Regions from separate parts of the Zea mays genome. Here regions 1 and 3 are each linked to region 2. The links are chromatin contacts, called in public Hi-C maps. All regions are on one chromosome and are shown on one strand. Each heading gives the region's core, a stretch centred on a gene start, on an enhancer-like site or on the middle of the called end of the contact. The rest is flanking DNA. Distances are from core to core; before and after follow the strand shown. Region 1 holds the start of LOC100284987 (prenylated Rab receptor 2). Region 2 holds the start of LOC100281108. Region 3 holds the start of LOC732738 (WRKY DNA-binding protein 1).

Region 1 (2,928 bases), core at 287-2,786, 220 kb after region 2:
GTCGACAAGAAGGAGATCCCCGTCGATGGTGACCTCAAGGACGATGCTGCCGTCGACTCTGGATCGAACAAGAAGAGGGACGATAAGAAGAAGAAGCGCATCAAGAAGATCATCTACTATGAGAGTGACATTTCTTCCTCTTCGCAAAGGATGACGACTCCTCCTCTTCAAAGAAAAAGACGGTTAAACAAAACTATACTCGAACGGTTAATGATTCGGCCAAGCTTAGTATACCATTTGACATTCGTTTACAAACATGTGGTTACTTGTGTTGACGAAATGGAGGCGAAGCCACTTGTAATGCATTTCTATCGAGGAATTGAAGTGTATTACTTCCTCCGTTCTAATTTATAATTCATTTGACTTTTTAACTTCAAATCTGACCGGCTCCTTTTATTCAAAAAATCATAATTATTATCAATTTTTCACTGTAATATTGTTTAGCATATAATATACTTTAAGTATGGCTTTAAAATTTTCTTTTTTCCAAAAAATTAAATAAAACGAGAGGGTCAAACTTGGTGAAAAAATCAAACGAATTATCAATTGAGACAGATGAAGTAGATTCTTTTTTATATTTTTTAGATAATAGAAAATAACATATGGATTCATCTCTTTAACGGCGGGATATGTCAAAGTTATGACGCAGTACTAGAAACTAGACTTGGATTAGCTTTTGGTATTTGAAGCTGCTGCATGTCCTTCTTTCTTCTTTTTTTCAAACTTGACAATTGATGTATTTCTCCGTGAACACCAGAGAATGAAGCATGCACAACCTCTTAGAAGTGCTTTTGCATGTATACGGATAAGGATGCGTGTAAGTAACTGCCTATCTTTGCACTGTTATTATTCTCAAAATATATAAAAAATAGTAACAATATTTTATCTGTAGAATAAATTACAAAAATTGCAAACACACTTGCTAGTCTATGTCTTGAAGGCATTTTCATCACAAGAACTCTTTGTTCTCTAAATAGCTTGAAGCTCAAAAAACAATGGACTATAAGGTTGTGTACATCATTAAACTTGCAAGTATCGTATAAGATTTATCTTCATATACAAGTCCATATATAAAAAAGTTGTGAAGAATGAATTGACTTAAAAGGAGTAGCTATGTGGTTCGTTCGTTGTTAAGTTGAAAAAATTGGACAATAGTCTTCTACTTTCAGTAGCAGGCTAGGATTGTCTAGGCTGTCTCCAGGAAGGAATAGTAAAACCTTCTCTATCTTATATTTAGGGAAGAATTTTCTTCTCTACCACTCTAACAACATTCTCTAAACAATACTTAAAATATAGAGAATATTTCTGTCCAAGATTTTATCTTGTTCCCTTTGTCGATTTTAATACTTTAAATAGTAAATTAAACAAAAGTAAAATATATCCTTTCTTGCCAATGCTGGTTAAGCATGACGTCAACACGGTCTGGGGTGCTTTGCCAGCAAGCAAAACCAGTTCCTCCCCACGAATCAAATAGGGAGCCCGTTCCAACCAACTTTCCAGCGAAGCGGCGCCGCGCAACCATTCTCATTTCTCTCGGGTTCGTCGTGAGTAAAAAGGAAAAAGAAACCAAGGACTCTCTGTACCAGCGAAGCGTGCGTGGGCCGTGGGCGCGTCCTGTTCTTCTTCCTACCTTTCCCTAACCTCTCCTCCCTCCTGCAAATCCGATCTCCCCGAGACCATGCGCAACTCCGCCGCCGCCCAGCCCTCTTCTCCCGCCGCCACGTACGTCTCAGGCGCCGCCTACGTCGCGCCCGCCTCCTCCGCCGCCATGTACGGCTCAGGCGCCTCCTACGTCGCGCCCGCCGCTTCCGCCCCCGGCGGCGGCGGGTACATCTATCCTGCGCCCGCCTCCTCCGGCGGCAGCGCCGGCTACTCCAAGATCCCAACCTACCCGGCGGTCCCGTCGGCGTATCCCAACCCCAGCCGTCTCCCGCCGCGAGTCTCCACCCACGCCCCGGTCGAGGACCCCACAGCGCTGCCCTCGCCGCTGGCCAAGGCGGGCGAGCTCGTGACGCGGCTCCGCGAGCAGGGGCAGGTGCTCATCGCGGCGCGCCGGCCGTGGGGCGAGGTCTTCCGCGCGCCGGCCTTCTCCAAGCCGCCGTCGCTCGGGGAGGCGATCGCCCGGATGCGCCGCAACACCGCCTACTTCCGCGCCAACTACGCGCTGGCCGTGCTCGCCGTCGTGGCGGCCTCGCTGCTCTGGCACCCCGGCACGCTCTTCGTGCTTCTCTTCCTCTGCGCCGCCTGGTTCTTCCTCTACTTCGCGCGGCCCGCGCAGGGCGGGCAGCCGCTCAGGGTCCTGGGGATGGAGTTCGACGACGGCTCCGTGCTCGCCGCGCTCTGCGGGGTCACCGTCATCGCCATGCTCTTCACCAGCGTCGGCTGGAACGTGGTGGGCTCCGTCATGATCGGGGGCGCGCTGGTCAGCGCCCACGCCGCGCTCAGGACCACCGACGACCTCTTCCTCACGGAGCAGGAGGCCGCTGGGGACGGCCTGTTGGCAGCTGGCATGAGCGCCGCCGGGCCCATCTTGCCCACCTATGTCCGCATTGGTTGATTCGCTCAGCTGGGCGTGGTGTGTTCATCATGGTTTGCATACAGCCTTCATGCAGTTCAGCGATCTTGATGCTATTGCTTGCAGATATTAGCAATCTTCCTTGTAATTACCATCACGATGTCTAATATTGGTTGTCGGCGTGTGAAATGTCAAGCTTTTTTCTGTATTTCTGGTGAAACTGGATTCAATTGCTGTTTCGAATGGTGGTGTTCGATCTTCGTTAACTACATCTCAGAATGACAGCTGCGATTTTGCCTGCACATTCTGGTTCCCGATGCTTCAGGCTCAATTCTCAATGTGATGAAGTTAGCTAAATTTTAATAACTTTGATGAGTTGTGCCATATATCTATCCTTCTGCAGCCCTGCAATG
Region 2 (2,970 bases), core at 123-2,622:
GCACGACACCAAGCTTTCTCGCCCTAGCCCCCTTGAAAACTATCGGTCGTCGTTTCCCTCAATACGCTGCCATGGCTCCTAGTGACGATAGTGTGGCGGCACCGCCGCTGCTACCAATGTCAAGCGGTGGGGGCGTCGCCGCTTTTCCGTCAGTTGTCGCGCCGTCTTCTGATATGGTTAGTCGCGTTAGTGGGTCGGGCCACTTGAATTATGAGTTGGCCCGTCGAGAACTTCGCGACGGAGGGTGAAGGAGATGGAATCTTTGGGGGTACTTCCCTACTGGTTACAGCCTGGCAGCGGGCACGGAGACTGTACCGCGATCGGATGGCGAAGTCCTGGTCTTGCTCACGTGCCCTGTGCTTGAATTTCTCCCCTAATATACTTATTAAGCCAATAAATGCACGATAATTTTGTAGATCGACGGTTAGGTTATGTCCAGTGGCAGCCACATGGGCAATGGAAAACACGAAGTGTGAATGCGCGTGCGTAAACAAGAGGACGCCTCTATCTAATAAAAACGCGTATGCAGATGGCACATATAGACTTGTGGAGAAGAGATAAACCGTGGATTTGAAGTATGGGAAGGAGGGCACTCATTTTTCGCATCCTCGTTCACGCTCTGCTGGTGGATAGTTTACAAACGCGAAAAAAGTATGGGAGCAGGGTGTTGGAGATAGCTTTAGGATATATTTAGATCCACAGGACTAAAATAAAACGACTAAAATGATTTAGCTCCTTTAGCTCTCATGGAGGAGCTAAAACTGAAAAGTCTCTGGTCCCCACTTTCCCCTCACCTTACCTCCCTTAGGACTGTGGAGTCTTGGGTCCCCACCTTCCCTCTATCACTCCATTTAATGTTTTAATGAATGTCTAGTCACTTTTTCTAAATGGGAGTGACTAAATTAGTTTTGTAACTTTATTTTAGTCCTGTGGATCTAAACATGCCCTTAGCGTGACAGTTCTTTGAAATAGCAGTTCTTGTGGGGGTGCGAGCGGCAAATACAGCGCCGGCTCTTGGTTTCCAAGTGGCCCCCTACGTGGAACCTTCTGAGACGGCTATCCTACGTGTACGCTAGCCTCCAAACTTCAAAGCGCGTCTCTGCAGGGCTCGCACGTGCTCTTTTTCCCTCCTCACCCCGAATTAACAATCGCGAAATCCCAGGTTTGACCTTTCCCCCAGCCTTGTTGTTCCAGTGGGGCCCACTACACCCATGTCCCCTTCTTCCTCGCACACGCGGGACACTGCACCTGAGCCTCTCAAGCCCTCAACACGCCAATTTGACCACGTGACCGTAATCTTGATCCACGGCCTCCTTGCACTTGCACCGCACCGGTGCCTATTTAACCCGCGCTCGAACAACTCTCTGCCGGCAACGCAACCAAACCGCTCTCGCTCTCGGCTCTCGGCTCTCCACCAGTCTCCGCTCTCTGGACGCCGGAAATGCAGATGGACTCCTACAACTACAACTACGCCAGTTTCTTCCACGACGAGGCTCCGTCCTTCTACCCGCACGTTGCGGTGCCGCCCTCCCCGGAGCTGCCCATCGGCCTCATTGCCTCGCCAGGGGAGCCGGAGCCGCCCTTCGCGCCGCCGATGCCGGCCTCGTTCCAGGACTACACGGGCGCCGTGGGCGTGGGCGTAGGGGTGAGAGCGCCGTTCGGGGGTGCCAGCGTGCACGGGCAGGCGATCGACGCGCTGGGCGGGGGCGACGGGCAGCGCGAGCAGAGCATGGCAATGGCGGAGGACGGGGAAGAGCCGGCGCCCCGGCGGCGGCAGCCGGCGGGAGGCCCCGCCGCCGCCGCCGTCGAGAGCAGCCGCGGGTTCCGGCACATGATGCGGGAGCGGCAGCGGCGCGAGAAGCTGAGCCAGAGCTACGCCGACCTGCACGCGCTGGTGGCGGCCCGGTCCAGGGGCGACAAGAACTCCATCGTGCAGGCCGCCGCCGTGTACATCCACGAGCTCAGGGGCGCGCGGGACCAGCTGCAGCGCCGGAACGAGGAGCTCAAGGCCCGCATCCTGGGCCACGACGCCGGGCAGCAGTGCGTCAAGGTGCAGTTCGAGGTGGACGAGCCGGCGTCCGCCATCGACTCCATGATCGGGGCGCTCAGGCGCCTCAAGGGCATGGACGTCAGGGCCAGGGGCATCCGCTCCAGCCTGTCCGGGCGCAGGCTGTGGACGGAGATGAATGTGGAGACCACGGTGAGCAGCACTCTCGCCATCCTCGTTGAATCGTCCTTGTGCTTTGCTGACAATGACTGATCCACTTCAAAATTAACCGCAACATGTCAGCGCCCTCGAAAGAATCATTGTCAATGGACAATGGGGTGTGCCACTTGTTAGTTGTTAGTTACTCGATCGACGCAACACTGGAGCTAAACCACGCGGTTCCTCTTGTCGTCCTGGGTTTGCAGATGGCGGCCGACGAGGTGGAAAGGGGCGTGGAGGAGGCTCTGCTGCAGGAAGTGGAGAGGAAGCAGCAGCAGCAGCTTGGAGCTGGGAGCGCCGCCCCTGGTTTTCCAGGCCCGTCATCGCACGTGCAAAACGTGTTTTGACACGCGATCCTCCCCCACAACAAGAAGCGAAAAAGAAACATGAACCCCGAGCCTCATTTCTTGATTCTTTTTTCTTTAAGAACCGGATGCGCAAAACGAGCATCCGCGTCCCTGGCTCTATTGATTTATTTTTAAGTAGAAATCGGTGCTGTTTGTGTACAAGTGTTGTCGCAGCCTCCAAGTGGGATTTTGAGCACGTGTATAAAGTTATAGGGCTCGTGTTCTTACAACACACACACACAAAAAAAAAAAGAGACGTGCGGACAGTGAGGACTGAGGACATGTGGGCAGGGATCAAGTGGGCCGGAGGAAGCGGGCGAGAAATGGGGTCGAGGGACAGGCACGTTCCGGTCGTGCCGTGTGGAGATTCCTAGCCGCGGCGGCAACCGGTCACCAGTGTGCTCTCGTTGTCCTTGG
Region 3 (3,000 bases), core at 242-2,741, 160 kb after region 2:
TGTCTTGTACGTGTTGCGCGGTCGTTCGCCGTACGTATAGTAGCTCTCTCCAACGGCTTCAGGGGAGGATGCGCGGATCCTCTGCGGCCGGGCGCGCTGAGTTCTACCAGCTGCGAACGCCTAGCAGCGGCATGTAAACTTCCACGTAAGGCACCAGCAGACACCGAAAGCTAGCAATTTCGATACATACATATAGGCCATAGCTAGCACACATCACCACAGTAGACCGAGCAAGGCCACGAGATGCGCCTATACAACTAGGTTCACCTGTACGGATATACTAGTAGATTTTTATCTATAGAAAGTAACCGACGATATGCCGCTAGCTAGTGCTATAAAATGAGATATCTCTAGGCAAAAAAAAAAAAGATATGGCGCAGAGAGCCCTATACAATAAGTTATGAGCTGTGCATCCTTTTGGGTCTGATTTAATCTATAGTTTATTGTTTTAGTCCGATTGATTTTAACTAAAAAAACTACACTGCCACGCGATGGTCTGTGCAGCTAGACAACTAATAATATAATAGTATAGCTTCCCTCAAGTTATTTTGTCGTCTATGAAAATCTCTACGGGTGAAACAAACCGCTCGTAGCATGTGCCAACCTGGATACATAGTAGTAGTAATTAATTTGCGTACTGAGATATCTATCTATAGGAAGGATATGCTACAATTAAGTTTACATAGTGATGCATGGAACCGAATATTTCGAAGATTTGATTCATAGTTAGACACATTTAGCTGGCAATGGCATAATTACGAAGTGGACACTCCCCGGATACGATATATAGCATATCTCTCTAGCTAGCACGATTAATTCCAGCCAAGGAAAAAAAACATCAGCGGCAGCCGATGGTAGCACTACTACAGTAGTAGACAGCAGTAGTAGTACAGAAAGAACTATTAGCACTGGCTCACGCACAGCGCACCACACCGGTATCCAGCGCACCGGCGAGTCCAACGCCCCAATCCCCCAACGCTCGCTCGCGACGGCGAGGAGAAGGGAGAGAGAGAGAGACCGCGGGCCCCACACGACCACCACTGTCCACTGTGTCTGGCCTCTGACACAGCTCACACCTTTGACGAAACGGCAGCCCGTCCGGAGGCTAGCGGCCAGCCCCACCACCACCACCCTCCCGACCCTCAGAAAACTAAAATAAAAAAAACCAGACATAAAGAAAAAGTCCAAGCACAGGACAAGGACGGGCGCGATGGACGGCCGGGATCGCCACGGGCCCCGCCTTCCCCCCTCCTGCAAGCAGTATTTCTAGCACGCTGCACGCCCGGCCCGAGGAAGGGAATACGAGACGAGACGACAGGGGGAGCGAGCACAAAGCGGAATAAAGAAAAGGCCGGGAAAAGCGAGGGCACTGCGCCTCCGCTGCGGCCTGCGGCGCCAGCGCCAGCCAACCCCTCCCTCCTACCAGTACCAGTATTTGTTTGTTTATTTATATGTATATATAAAACCGTCGCTCACTCCACCACTGACCACTCTACCGAGCCGAGCGCCGGGCGGCCTTTGGAGTTTGGACTCGTACCACTCCGTCTGCGCAGGCGGAACGGAACACGGGCGAGGGCGCGAGAGCGTCTCCACCTCCACCCTCCCGAGCTCGTCGTCACCGCACCACCGGGGCCGGGCTTCGCTCGGCGAGGTTCGTGGCCTCCTCCTTCTCTGGTTCTGCATGGCGCGTACGTGCTCTGCTCTCCCTCCCCCGCGCGATTTGGTGCGCCGAGCTTAGGCCTCGTGCCCATGGACGCGCGCGGGCGCGAAGCGGCCGATTGCTTGCTGCTTGCTGGCGCGCGTCGTAGGGTTTCCCCCGCCTTGGTGTTTTTTCAGCGGATGTATTTTACCGGTGAGAGGGGGGGGGGGGGGGGGGGGGGGGGGGGACTGGGGGCAAGAGCTGCAGCAGGGGTGGCGGCGGCGATGGCGATGGCTCCTGAGCTTTCCGCTAGCGGCGCCGTGTAGGTTTTCAGGTGTTTGCTGGGTTGGGTTGGCTTGTCATGTTGCCTAGTTTTGGTACTGATTTGGACCATTGCTTTGAGCGCCATGCTCCCGTGCTCGGATGCCCAGCTTTTTAGCTTGCCCCCCGGGTCGCCGAAATGCCGCCTTCCATGCGCCTCATCATTGTGGGAATCTGCTGCTGCGTTTCGGCCGGCTTACTTATTAGTGTATTTGTTCTGGATGCAAATCTAGGGGTGGGGTGGCATGGAATGATTAGAGCCACCGGCGCGTATCAGCCTGTGTCTGTATTTTTTTTTTTTTACCTCCGTGTGCGGAGAGGAATGCTCGTGCTGTCACCGCGAGAAACTGCTCCGCGGCTGCTCGACCAGTGGTTGTTGGTTTCAGTGATTGATTTGCTTCGTTGCAGGCAGGCCCGTCCATGGAGGGGATGGAGGAGGCCAACAGGACGGCAGTGGAGAGCTGCCACCGGGTGCTGGCGCTCCTCTCCAACCCGCACGGCCAGCTCGTCCCCAGCAAGGAGCTCGTGGCCGCCACCGGGGAGGCCGTCGCCAAGTTCGGCTCACTGACGGCCAAGCTCTCCAACTCCAACGGCGATGGCCTACTGCAGGGCCACGCTAGGGTCAGGAAGGTCAAGAAGCCCCTGCACATCTTCGACAGCAACCTCTTCCTCGAGAGCTCTGCGGTGGCCGCCGCCGCTGCTCCGGCCAAGACGCCCAGCCCGAGCCCGATCCTTGGCCTCCAGCTGTTCCCGAGGTACCACCAGTTTGAGGGCTCGTCGTCTAAGGATCCTGTCAGGATCCCTACCCAGTTCCCCAAGAGGTTGCTGCTAGAGAAGCCGACTGCCGGTATGGAGGGGTCGACGTCGCAGTCCCCTCCGATCGTCCAGATGGTCCAGCCGGTGTCCGTTGCGCCCCCCGCAGGGACGCCCACCCCGGCATTGCCCCCCGCTCACCTTCATTTCATCCAGCAGCAGCAAAGCTACCAGAGGTTTCAGCTCATGCAGCAGATGAAGATCCAGAGCGAGATGATGAAGAGGAG

Evidence for each region. Hi-C and Micro-C count contacts between places; a contact is called where the count stands out from the background.
Region 1: a Hi-C map of ear shows a contact between it and region 2, with 3 times the contacts expected there. The contact joins the promoter of LOC100284987 here to the promoter of LOC100281108 in region 2. A contact is called at or near these places in 11 of 25 Hi-C or Micro-C datasets (bundle sheath, ear, endosperm and 4 more).
Region 3: a contact with region 2 is called in a Hi-C map of ear, with 1.6 times the contacts expected there. The contact joins the promoter of LOC732738 here to the promoter of LOC100281108 in region 2. A contact is called at or near these places in 3 of 25 Hi-C or Micro-C datasets (ear and leaf).

Annotation. Positions count from the first base shown.
Region 1 is chr1:281,577,031-281,579,958 of Zm-B73-REFERENCE-NAM-5.0, forward strand. It overlaps LOC100284987 (prenylated Rab receptor 2), which reads left to right and starts at 1,537. Exons shown (of 1, transcript NM_001291646.1): 1 at 1,537-2,878. The coding sequence starts at 1,679. The coding sequence ends at 2,557.
Region 2 is chr1:281,357,490-281,360,459 of Zm-B73-REFERENCE-NAM-5.0, forward strand. LOC100281108 reads left to right here and starts at 1,373. Exons shown (of 2, transcript NM_001154027.3): 1 at 1,373-2,200; 2 at 2,413-2,970. The coding sequence starts at 1,442. The coding sequence ends at 2,553. It also overlaps a transcript of LOC100274394 not described here.
Region 3 is chr1:281,516,477-281,519,476 of Zm-B73-REFERENCE-NAM-5.0, forward strand. LOC732738 (WRKY DNA-binding protein 1) reads left to right here and starts at 1,492. Exons shown (of 4, transcript NM_001112367.1): 1 at 1,492-1,651; 2 at 2,373-3,000. The coding sequence starts at 2,381.